3 separate regions of the Sus scrofa genome follow, and all the other regions are linked to region 3. The links are chromatin contacts, called in public HiChIP or PLAC-seq maps. All regions are on one chromosome and are shown on one strand. The core of a region is the stretch at or near the end of the contact, and the rest is flanking DNA. Distances in the headings are between cores, read along the strand shown.

Evidence for each region. HiChIP or PLAC-seq counts read pairs in DNA pulled down with a chosen protein or histone mark.
Region 1: a contact with region 3 is called in an H3K27ac HiChIP or PLAC-seq map of skeletal muscle. The contact joins the enhancer-like site here to the promoter of PLXNA2 in region 3. A contact is called at or near these places in 2 of 5 promoter capture datasets (fetal liver and liver), 19 of 47 Hi-C or Micro-C datasets (alveolar macrophages, embryonic fibroblasts, fetal liver and 9 more) and 2 of 2 datasets of contacts at active chromatin or transcription factors (alveolar macrophages and skeletal muscle).
Region 2: a contact with region 3 is called in an H3K27ac HiChIP or PLAC-seq map of skeletal muscle. The contact joins the enhancer-like site here to the promoter of PLXNA2 in region 3. A contact is called at or near these places in 7 of 47 Hi-C or Micro-C datasets (embryonic fibroblasts, epiblast stem cells, fetal heart ventricle and 2 more) and 2 of 2 datasets of contacts at active chromatin or transcription factors (alveolar macrophages and skeletal muscle).

What each region holds. Positions count from the first base shown.
Region 1 is chr9:134,687,945-134,691,753 of Sscrofa11.1, reverse strand. The region is part of intron 7 of PLXNA2 (plexin-A2); the gene reads right to left. Among named protein-coding and RNA genes, the nearest start is that of PLXNA2, 110 kb to the right of the region's middle. Within about 2 kb of position 2,428, at least 4 of the 83 cell types and tissues checked have an H3K27ac peak or open chromatin away from gene starts, as enhancers often do.
Region 2 is chr9:134,663,317-134,667,149 of Sscrofa11.1, reverse strand. The region is part of intron 6 of PLXNA2 (plexin-A2); the gene reads right to left. Among named protein-coding and RNA genes, the nearest start is that of PLXNA2, 80 kb to the right of the region's middle. Within about 2 kb of position 1,354, at least 27 of the 83 cell types and tissues checked have an H3K27ac peak or open chromatin away from gene starts, as enhancers often do. A contact at or near this core is called in embryonic fibroblasts and skeletal muscle, where this site is marked.
Region 3 is chr9:134,582,473-134,586,635 of Sscrofa11.1, reverse strand. It overlaps PLXNA2 (plexin-A2), which reads right to left and starts at 1,876. Exons shown (of 35, transcript XM_021063894.1): 1 at 1,749-1,876.

The sequences.
Region 1 (3,809 bases), core at 1,179-3,678, 100 kb before region 3:
ATGCTTTTAGTGTGTTAATTCACTTCATTTAATCCTCAAGCAGATGCCCTAACTATCCCCATTTTAGAGATGCGGACACTGAAGCCCGGAGAGGCGAAGCGACTTGCGTAAGGTCACGCAGCAGTAAGTGGTGGAAACGGGACTGGACCTGAGGCAGCCAGGCAGGCAGGCAGGCAGCCTCTAGAGCCTACGCTCTTCCTGGTGACCAAGAAGTGCCCCATCATCCATGACTGTCTTACTTCTTCACACTCTGGTTTGGTCGAAACGCTGGTCTCAAGGTCTCAGGCGTTCCTGGCCCCTCAGGACTCCTGCCCGTATCTATAAAAGGAAGGACTGCTTCTCGCTAGATAACCTCGGAAGCTCAACCAGCTCTGGATTGCTGTGTCAGGCAGAGGGTGAGTCCTCTGAGGCCCCAAGGATGGAGGGACAAGGACAGGGCTTCCGCTGGCTGGCGTGAGTTATTCGATCACCAAGCACCCTGCATGGCTCTGCTGTAACACTGCCCACTTTAGGCTTGATTTGTCTATGCATCATTCTTTCCCCACCAGATTGTGGTCTCCCTGAGGGCAGGGATTGTATTTTATTTATCTAGACGCAAAGCAGACTAAGAGCTGCTGTTGCGCTAAAGAGCAGAAAGGAGGCATCTATCTTCAGGGCAGCGCTATTTATAAGATCTTTACTGGGATACTGCTTAGAAAGACGGCCCTGTCCATATCTGCATATGCAAATCACTTGTCAGTGGAGGGCTCTATGCATCATACACGGCAGACACTTGGTGGTCTGTTGAACGAATGAGTCTATGCATGCGAATGATATGCAAATCACTCCCTATTTTAATCTTCAGGGAACATCTTCAGGGGCTCCCTCGGGCTCAGGTTTTTTTAATTTATTTTATTTATTTATTTATTTATTTTTTGTCTTTTCTAGGGCCGCACCCACGGCATATGGAGGTTCCCAGGCCAGGGATCCAACTGGAGCTGTAGCCGCCATTCTAAGCTAGAGCCACAGCAACATGGGGTCTGAGCCACATCTGCAATCTGCACCACAGCTCACGGCAACCCCGGATCCTTAACCCACTGAGCAAGGCCAGGAATCGAACCCGCAAGCGCATGGTTCCTAGTCGGATTCGTTAACCACTGAGCCATGATGGGAACTCCCTCAGGTTTTTTTTTTTTAATTTTTTTTTTTTTTTTGTTAATGGAGACTCTTTTAACACACCCAGCTTTCTATCTTGCCAGGGCTGAGTGAAGCGTTGTCAAGTTGGGAAAAGAATATGAGGCTGGACCAGATTAATAAGGATTAATTCTGGCTTCTCTGGTTAATTCAGAGAATGATCTAGGAAGTGACTCCCCTCTCTGGGCAGCGTTTTTTCTCATCTTTAAGACGAGGGGGGGGGTCTTTCTGCTACTGAGGTACAATGATTTCCCATCTCTTCATCATTCTGGGCAGTCAGAGTGTCAGCATTCAGCAATCCTACCTAGACAGAGAAACCGCATCCTTTGCCAAGGATTAGAGGCGTCTCCAGCCCCCCTGCCCATTTAGAGAAATGAGGGTTTTTGGCACTGCTTCTCCCAGCCTGGGCATTGTGTTCAGTCATTTCTTTCCAAGCTGAAGGATTTTAAAATAAGAGGCTGGAGTTTTCTCTCTTAAATACAACAAGCCAAGCGTCTGATTAATAGGGTGGGTTTGCATTTCCTTTTTCCCTCATGTGAAAATATTTATAAAAATAAATGCTCCAATGAGAGTATCAACAGCCAGGGAACTAGCTCTGTGTCAGCCTCTTTGTTCCCTGACATTGGAAATGGGAGCAGGAAAGAGAGAAAAATTAAAAGCCAGGCTTGGGGTGATCGCCAGTGCCCGTGCCCCCTCCCTCGGGAGGCAGGATTCGGCCCCTCCCGCGGAAAAGGCGCGCGCAGCTCCTGGGCCGCACTGGGGTCCTGCATCCTTAACCAGAAACACATGCGCAGCCAAGGCTTGGATTGAAAGTGACACATTTGAAAACAAAAGTACAGCAGAAACTCGCTTATCCTCACTTTCCTAATCTGCAAACTCTGTAATTCTCCCCAAAGTCCCTCAGGCTCTGCTCCAGCTCCTGCCTCCTGGGTTCCCCCCCTCCCCCGCTCCCCCGGCTCAGCCCAGGCCTCCTGGTCCAGGCAGCAGGCAGGGCTCCTGTTACAGAGACTTCGACCGACCGCCTTGTAAAAATACACCTTGGCACGCTCTGCCTGCGCCCTGGGAAGCCTTATCGCCCGGACTAAACAAACGTGCACAATCAAAATAATAGTCTGAGATGTCAAAATAAATGAGCAGGGGACATCTGGAAGTACGGCTCCCCGCATTTGTTTTTCTCTTCCCTCTCCCCAAGTCTTGAGATGCCTAGGGGCTTGGCAGGTCAGCGGCTCTGGCCCCAGGTAAGAGACGGACCATGCTTACACCACAATAGGCCCTTTGAAAATGCTTCCTAGTTTTGGCCTTCGGTCCAGCTTTGTAGTTGACAGGGCTTCCCCCAGACCAAGGACACCAAAATCCATTCCCTGGAGAAGCCGGTGGACACTGCTGGGGTGGCCTCTGCTAGAGGCGCCCGCTCTGGCTTTCCACCCGCTTCCCGACTGGCTCAGAGTCTCAAACCAGCGCAAGGAGCTGCGGGGGGTGCCTCTCCTGCACTTGAGACCTTCAGAGAAGGGTGGCCTCTCCTGCACTTGAGACCTTCAGAGAAGGGTGGCCTTGTGATCTTTCCAGATAATTTTGATTTCTAAGAACTCCAGGGCAAAGTTCTCCTTGCTCTAGCTCCCTGAAATGATTTAAGGCAGAGGTGGTGAGAAAGTCAGTTTCCCGTCACCCATGGGCGTGACGTCCCGTGCCCTGCATGTGAAGGCGAGTCACCCAGGAGGACCGGCTTCTGAGTGGGCTGATGCGGCGGTGCCACGGTAGGACTGCCAGGATGCCTTTTTGAAAAAATCACACGCCATCATCCGGGCGACTTCCAGGTGGCACGATCCCACTCCTGACGGATTCCCTCGCGGTTCCCCCTGGCATTTCAGAGCCGCGTTTGATGGGGCCTTCACAACCTTCAGTCCATCAACAGCAAAGCTTTAAAGCGACTGGCACGCCCCTGAGAGTTCAGGGGAATCAGTTCTGGTGACTCTGGGCTTGGGGTGGGTGATCCACAAGCTATAACGGCTGCGGGCCCGCTCCATGCCCTGGGGGCCGCCTGCTTCCCATCCGGGCTCAGGACGGGTGATCTCTGAAGTCCTGACCAGCTCTGACGCTCGGTGGTTCAAGACCCGGGAGACAGGAAACCTTGCATTTATCTTCCCTGAGCCTCGTTTCTCAAAGCGTGGTCCTGGCACGCATCAGAACTGCCTGAGGGGCTGGTGGTGCGGCAGTGAAGAGGCAGGTGGAAAGGAGAACTCTGTGAGAAAGGCAGTGACGCTTCTGTCTCATTTGCGGGAACGCTCCCTCCCGGCACCCTGTGAGCTCTCGTGCTCTGGAAGTCGGACCATCTGGAGGCCACCATGCTGTGAGGAAGCCCAAGACAACGGGAGAGCCCTTGTCTGAGGCACCCTGATCCGCGGTCCCAGCCCAACCCAGCCTGCCGGTTCCCACTTGCCCGGGCCTGTGAGAGAAAGTACCCGGATCATTCTAGCCCGCGTCGTTCTAGTCACCCCAAGCCCCTCATGTCATCTAGTGGGGGCTCCAGATGTTGCAGAGAAGAGAAAAGCCCTCTTCGGAGAACTGAACAAACACACACAGCTTGTGATCGTACGGAAGTGGTGGTTTTATGCCCCACAATTGTGAAGTGGTTTGTT
Region 2 (3,833 bases), core at 105-2,604, 81 kb before region 3:
TCTGAGGCGCCTTCTCCTCTCGGCAGCGCTCCTCCCAGCCTTGAGGTTAGCTCCCTCTGGTTCGGGAGGTCCAGGCTGCTGTGCGGGGGACCTGTGCCTTCTGAGCTGGGAGGGAGCAGCATGGCCTGTGTGCTGGCACCTGGGGGATGGCCCGACCTGCTGGTTAAGGCCCCGGCCCTGCTTCCCCCAGAGGCCCCTCCATTGAGCACAGGGCGTGGGGGAGGGAGGGAGGCTGGCCGTGGATGGGTTCCAGATGGGCTATTTCAGGTTTGCCCACAGTCGGCGCTGAGGCTCCTCAGCTCCGACTCAGCTGCACAGCCAAGGCCGCGCTGGAATGCCAGCGAAACCCAAGCTGCCTCTCCGCCAGCCGCCCCCTCACTCCTGAGGCACCAGAGCTGGCGCATGTCTTCCCTGCCCCGTCTCGCCTTCGTTGGCACAAAACCTCCTAGAAGCAGAAAGAGTTAGAGCTGGGAACCTGGCTGATGGCTGGGCCCCCAGCTCTGACTCTCTGACCTATGTCCCCCTGGGAAGATGTAGCCGTATAAGGTTCTGGGTTCAAGTTCGGGATCTCTGAGAACAAAGGGTGCCGGCGTGAGAGCCTGGAGGGAGGGGGCAGAAACGCCCTGTGTCTCTCTGAGTGTCAGATCCATCAAGCTGGCGCTGACCCAGGCCTGGGAGGGAAGAATGGGGAACCTGGAGAACCGGCGGCCTGAAATCACCGCACTGCTGCTGTCGGGCTTCTGGACTCAAAGCAGCTTCTCTTTCAATCCACTCAACAGCCTGGGGAAAGGGAGGCCTCTTTATCCTCATCCTAGAGACGGGTACACGGAGGCTCGGGGAGGTGTGGAGCGAAGCTCTGACTACGCGCATTTCCGAAGACCACCCGTGTGCCAAGGACAGTGCTTATGCTTCGGGATAGAGAACGAATGCGACGCGAATCAGGCCGTAGAGGCCAGGGGGGCTTTCCTTATGCCACAGGATTCCTGGACTAACCATGCTCCCCGAGGGCCTGCGGGCCTCATGATCTCATGGACGCTCACACGCCCCCACGCACTCACTGCTCTTGAAACAGGAAGATCAAGTTCATCTCTGACTCTTCGAGAGGAAAGTATTCCAAGTGAAGAGACGGCAGTGGGGCTTCCTGCCTGCCTCACGTTCTTTTGGGGGGTCAAGGTTCGGCTCTATGATTTCATTTCGAAGATTCTGGAACTTCCACCGTGGCCTCCTCCCTCTGGGGATGGCGCTCCTCCTCCTCTTTCAGGTCTGCCTCGGGTCGTTTCTTAGCCATGGGCAGGCTCGAGGTGATGCTGCCCTGGCAGGGTTGATTAGTTGGGCTAGATTTGCACTGTGCTGAACGCCAGTTTGGGACCGGCTGGCAGAGAGCAGCAGGGCTCCAGCTTCAGCAGGGAAAGCCCCCGGGGCCAGGCATTTGAATTAACCACAGAAGCCTGTTCTCCCCTTTCCTTCCGCGGCCTCGAGCCCCCTCCTCACCTCTCCCCTCACACCACATGGCTGGTTAACGGCAGCAAAGGGCTCTCTCAACCTGCTGGCAGAAGAAAAGGTGGGTTTTTTTTGCTTTTTTTTTGCTTCTTCAAAGAAGATGTGAAGCTCCCTGCAGCCTCTCTGGAGACTCGGCGAGGGAACAGGCTGTCTCCAGATGCCATGAAAACATCTCTCAAATTAAAAGCAGCCCTGGAAGGTGCACCCTCGCCAGACAGTGGTCCAGAGACACCGCAGGCGGGCTCCTGCCACCTGCGAGTCACAGGGCTGGCCAGGCTCGGGTCTCTGGCTCAGTGCTGGCACAACATGTCCTGGGGCAAGACGTTTCATGTTTCTGAGCCTCAGTGTCACCCTTTTTAATAAAAAACATACGCAATTGTTATCTTTCTCCTCCCTCCTTCATTTCAGAGAGAAGTGACCCTATTATTCACAGAGAGAAGGGTCTCGGCGCTTGTCGGGTCACAGGCCGTCTTCCGAGCCTCCCTCCCCGCCCTGGCTCTCCTCACAGCCATGCTGCTATTTTAAGTTGAGGCTTCCAGCCAAAATCTGTACTTTATTAATTACGCGTCAACTGCTCTGTGCCCTGTCTAATGCGTTTTCCCAATCGTGGCCAATCCACAGTGAAGGGAGGAGTCTGAATGTAGCCTGGGTGCCTGGCAGGGGAGGTGCAGGAGCGGGTAGGATCGGGGCCGGCCTGAGCCTGCTGGACCTGGTCCCCCTCTCTCCTCTGTCCCTGGAAGCTCTGGTGAGGCCAAGCCCCCACCCTGGCCCGAGCCTCCCTATTTAAAGCACATGAGCACCCTGGCTGGAAGGTAGGAACTCCCATCTCACTAGGAAGGGCCTAAGGGCTTAGGACCACGGAGGCCCATCAGCGGGGAGGGCAGAGGCGGAGGGGCCATCTGAAGGGGTGGCCCAGCGACATGCCAAGAGAAGGCTGGAGCTGACACTGGCCATCTGTTCTCCAAAGAGCAGAGAGAAAGGGCACTTGTGCCGGCACAGGAGAGCCTCAGCGAGACCCAGGGCTCGGCACTGACGGCTAGTTTCCTTGCCGACTGGCTGTGTGATCGGAGCCGGCTTTCAGCGCCTCTGGGCCTCAGTTTACCAAGAAGGAAAACTAGCATTTACTCAGGAGGCCTCTGTGGCCCTCTGGCTTGAACCTGTTGTGTTTCTGGGAGAAGTTGCAAGAAACAACGGGAAGAAGCAGAAGCAGGATCTCTGTAGGGGGGATACAAAGATGAATTCTGTGTGCTTCTTGGCCCCCAGGAGTTCACAGTCGGGAGAGAAGGGCAGACGACAATGACACGGGAAATACAAATATTACCAAGCGGGGCCCTTCTGTGCGCCTCCCCCACGACAAGGGTTAAAGGCCCACAGCCACCCCACTGAGATGGGAATCACTCGTAGCTCATATGGCTGGTGAGCAAAGGAAGGCCCAGAGAGGTTAAGTTACTCGTCCCAGGTCACACTGCTGGCATATGGACAGTTTCGAACCCACGTAGTCCCATCCCAGAGTCTGTGACACCTGAGCCTGGGCACACGGCCTCAAAGGATCAGAAATAACTCACGTAGAAAGCCGCCCTGCTAAGTGCTTCACCCACAGCGAGGACCCAACTGACCCAAGGGGCCGATCTGGGATGGGCTTGCTGGCGAGGTGAGAGCTGAAGTGTGGGCTGGGAACAGGTACTGAGGCAAGCGCCCTGGTGCAGCTGGCACCTTGGGTGGGAGTGTGGCAGAGGCGGCGTGGGGAGGGGGCCGGGGGAGCAGAGCTGTTCCTGGGGGCCAGATGCCAGGACCTTGCTCAGAAATCTGAGTATATCCTAACTGCTGTGGGGAGCCATTAAAAGTGTTAAGAAGCTGACCCCTAACCCAAGGGAGGGTGGCAGGAGTCTGCACAAGCTCAGGAATGCGTGAGAGAAGCTCAGCTGGGCTGGGCCTGGAGGGGCGCCGGGAGAAGCCACGGACTCACGAATGCGGACAGTGGGGGACAGTGAGGGCTGAAGGAGGCGCGGGGGCGCACACCCGTGCCTGGAATGGGGGGAGGCCAGGGGCCCTAAACCACACCCCAGGGCTGGGCAGAGAGGCTGATGACGCCTGCATCTCACTTCCCGGGAAGCCTGTTCTGACCCTCCACCCCCAGGAGTTCTGGCTTCCCACTTACAGGTTCCCTCGGCTCTGGGACCCCGTCCATCCCTTTGACACCGGCCACCACTGTAACAAGCAGGAGCGCCTGCACTTGCTTGCTGGCATCCTTTCCTCATCAGCTGCGCTTTGCTCAGTCCTTCCCAGGCTCCAGTGCCGAACACAGCACTGGGTGCAGCGATGCCAGCAAACAC
Region 3 (4,163 bases), core at 627-3,126:
AAGAGGGTCAGCTGGAGGGCTGAGGGAGCACTGGCAGGGAGGGCAGGTCCCGGAGGAGGGAGGAGGGAGCGCTGGGATGAAGGCGGAGATGCCAGGTGGAAGAAGGGAAAAGCAACACAACCTCGCTGCTAGGGTGTCTTGACAGCCTCTTCTGAGTCTCCCTGGCTCCCTACTTTCCTCCTGACCCACCTCACCCCCCAGGCCAAGGAGGGGAGGTCACAGGTATTGAGTTCAAAAGGTGCCGGCAGGTGGGGGGGGGGTCAGAGGAGAGGGCTGCCAGCCTTCGAGGTGAATGCACGAAAGTTGTGTATTTCCATCAGGAATAGCTGAATTCCTCAGCCCCAGCTGTCTCTTCCAGGCCCGTGGCTCTGTGGAAGGCCCCAGAATCCAAAGCCTGCCCAGAGGGAAGCGTGAAGTTTCAAGGTCTGGGAAAGAAGCCCAGGAGGACAGGAGCCTGCTCTTGTGTGGGGAGGGGAGGCGGGAGCTCAGCCTGGCTCCTGCTCCCAGGAGGTCCAGCCCAGCCCAGCTGCCCATCTCCATCTGCTGTGCCCGAACTTTGTCCACTGTGCTCAGCAAGGAAGGGCGTGAGTGGGTGCCCACATTCCTGCGGGTTCCTCTGAGCTGCTGGGCCCCCAAACCAGGGCCTTAAAGGGGTCCTGTCTTCTGCCCCTTGCACATCCGCTCCTGGGATATGCAGTGGCATACACTAGGCTCTTAGATCCCCACAGGAGACCCAGGCTGACTTCCATGACCACTTCATGAGGCCCTTGTTTCTAGACGCAACTGACATGGAACCTCAAGTCCCCCACCCCACCCCCATTCTCTACCCTTCTGAGCTGAGTTGAAGTGGGCAGCTCCTCTGGGGCAAGGGTCAGGCCGAACAGGTGGCTAGTTGTCAGGGACCTGGAACAGCATTTTCTCACAACTCTCTCTTTGGTCAGCCAGCCCATGACTACCATATGGATCCAGGGACCTGTGGGATGGCTAAAAAGGGCTAGAATTTTCTAAGATCTCCATATCACTTCTGGGGTGGGGCAAGAAGCCCAAGGAGGGAAAGAGTCTAAAATGATTAATAAGGAGCTTCTGGGACCCTGGCCGAGCTCCTCCTTGGGCCCCCAGCCATCTCTGGAACCTCAAACCAGGGGATGGTGCAGATGGGGGCTTCACCAGAAGGAAGCGCAGAGGGGGGTATGGGGCACTTGTCCCATTCGCTGCCCTGGAATCTCTCCCCGGAGCCTCTGGAAGCTGCGCAAAGGGGACCTTCCCCTTGATTCCCAAGTCCCTGGCTCTGAAGGAACAGTCGGCGGCCTCCGGGGACTCCTGGACCAGCGTGAACGCCCCCACACCGAGCGCCGGCCACAGTGGCCCGGGCTCTCCCGCTCGTGCAGGGTCACCGAGACCCGCATCCGGCTGCAGCTCGTGGGACAGCCCCCCGCCCCCGGGGCCCCCGAGGCCCCCGGGGCCGCAGGGTGCCGGCAGGTGCGCCGCCCGCCCGCAGCCCGGCGGGGAAGCGGGGCGCCCGCGGGGAAGCCCGGGCGGGAGGCGGCGGCGGCGGCGGCGGCGAGTCCGCCCGCCCAGGCGCGCGCGCCGCGCTCCGGCCCGCGGAAAGTGGCCGACCCCGCGCGGGGACTCGCCCGCCGCGGCGGAGCCGGGGGCTCGGGGCCGAGACCCGCGGAGGCGGGCGCGCTTCGGGGGAGCGGGCGGAGGGCGCCGCGGACGCCGATCGCCCGGCCCCGGGCTCCGCTTACCCAGCTCGGCGACGTCGGTCTGTCCTTCCGTCCCCGGTGCGGCCGCTTTGGCCGCCGGCTGCCGAGGCCGGCGTGCGGTCCCTCTCGCCGCCAGCAGCTCGTGATCACCGAGACGACCAAACCCACATGGAGTCCAAATTCATTAAAATCCACGTCAAGCCAGCAGCCACTTATCTGTATTCCTGAAGTGGCCCCTCGGTCTCCGGTCCGCGCGCCCCTCAGTCCTCTGCCGCCCCGCAGCAGCCCCACCGGGCGCTGTCGCCGGCTCGCGGGGGGAACCGGGAGGCGCCGAGGGGGCGTGGGGGGTGGCTGGCGCTGTGTCTCCTTGGGAAGCAGCAAAGCCCCGGCCGTCTTCAGATTTTTCCAGCGCGACTTTCCGGGCTCCTCTGACATCAGCAATCGCGGCGCTTCCTTCCCTTCTCGCTCCCGGTCCGCTCACAGTCCCACTTCCTCCGGGAACCTGGCTCTCCGGATCTATTTCGAGGTTTGCTTCGCTCGCTCCGGCGCCCGCGTTCCCCGCCGCTCCCGAGCTCGCGGGCTCTCTCTCCGGATCGCCTGGCCTCCCGGCTGAAAAATTCCCAGCAACTGCGCTCCGCCGCCCTCCAGCTCCAGTCTGGCGCGGACGCCGCTCCGCCCGGCAGCTCAGGCTCCGGCCGGCGGGCGGCGGCGGCCGGCGGGCAGCGGCGGCGGCGGCAGAGCCCACAGCGCCGGCCTCCCTATATTACCATGCAGCTCATTATCATAGAGGCCGCGCGCGTTAACCCCTTCCTTGCTGGCCGCGCCTGCCCGGGCTGGGGCCGCGCCCGCCGCTGGCACCGCCCGCCGCAGCCAGCCCCTGCCCCCACCCCGCCCGCCCGGACTTCCTCCTCCGCCAGCTGTCAACAAAGGAGAATGAGGCTGGGCATCGGGAGGCGGCCCCGCTGCTTTCCTGCGCCCGGCTCAGCCCGGATCCACCGGCCACCTTAAGTGGCCGAGGGGGCAACAAAAATCCTGCCCGGGGCCTGGGATCCGGGTGGAGGCCTGGCAAGCCCAGCTGGCTAGGGCTCCGGTGCCGGAGCTCAGGACGCAGACAGAGCGGGTGAGGGCAGTGGGGACGTGGGCTTCCCCTCCTGGAGCACCACCTGTGCCCGCGCACATCCTGCACACCTCCCTCTTGGTCTTTAATTTGAGGGGTGCGTTGGGAGGTACCGGCCATGGCTGATGAGGTTAAGAAGGGGTTCTCGGAATACGTGCAGGCAAATTGCTTCTGCTCGTGAATCTCAAAAAGCCAACAAGCTGTCAAATGAGGTTTGAAGTTGTTGTTACTCATTCTAATTTTTATAAGGCAAAAATGAGCCCTGCTCTCAAGCTTCCAGCTCTATTAGGGATCGGGGGCATCTGGCAAGTGTGTGTGTGGGGGGGGGGCGGCAGGGACCAGTGGGAAGTTTTCTGTATCCGGACCCAGGGAGCCTGCCTGGCAAGGGAATCAGGGCAAGGGAATCAGAGCGGTGGCGGTAAAACTTATTTTAATAACCCAAAGTGAGAGGGGTCTGAATGTCGGATGGCAATGCCTCAGTGCCGACCATTGCTCCCGTGCCATGTAGAGTCTCGGTATCTCCGCAGCCTCTGGGCCTGGCTTTGCGAAAGAGGCTTGCAAGCTAGACCCCAGCGAGCTCGCAGGATCTGCGTAGTCCCTGCTCGCGATGAGAGCACAGGCGAGTTGACTCAACACGTCCAAGTATTCCGGCAGGCTCTCTACTGCCCTCTCGTGGCCATAGTTCTCAACGGTGTAAACAGAAAACTATTCACTGGGAAACCCTAAAGGGAGGCTCACCTAATTCTCAGAGCAGCCAGGGTCTCAAAAAAAAAAAAGAATTGTAGACTCACGGGTTGTCCTGAGCAATCACCCATTCAGTACAGTATTGGAGGATATGTAGGATTTTACTTCATCCACAGACATTAGCTAATTCTTCAAAAGTTTTTTCTTCCTTGTTAATTAGCTGAATTTGTCTTTTTTGGACTTTCACTGGTTATTCCTGGATGTGTCCTGTGCAGCCGCAAAGCCATCTAAGCTATCTTTCCGGATCTCTACGTGCTCTTTTCTTCGAGCTTCTTTAGCATTTATTGTTGGTGCCCCTCCAGGCAATTATCATATCGCCTATATTTTTCTTTATCTCCTTTGATAAGTTCATTTTTTCTCCTCATCTGGGCAGTCTTGTCTACCTTCTTACCTTTGGTTAGCCCCAACAGAAACCACAGTTTATTCAGGAAATTGATTGGAAGAAGACGCGAGAAGATTTTGGAATATTTCTCCCACTTGTTGGATGCGTGGAGCATGGGTCTGGCCAGCTCCACCCAAAACAGTGGTAGGGTTTACCTAACTGAGAAAGCTTGACGCTGAAAATTTGGACCTTCAGATCCTCAATGAAGTGCTGC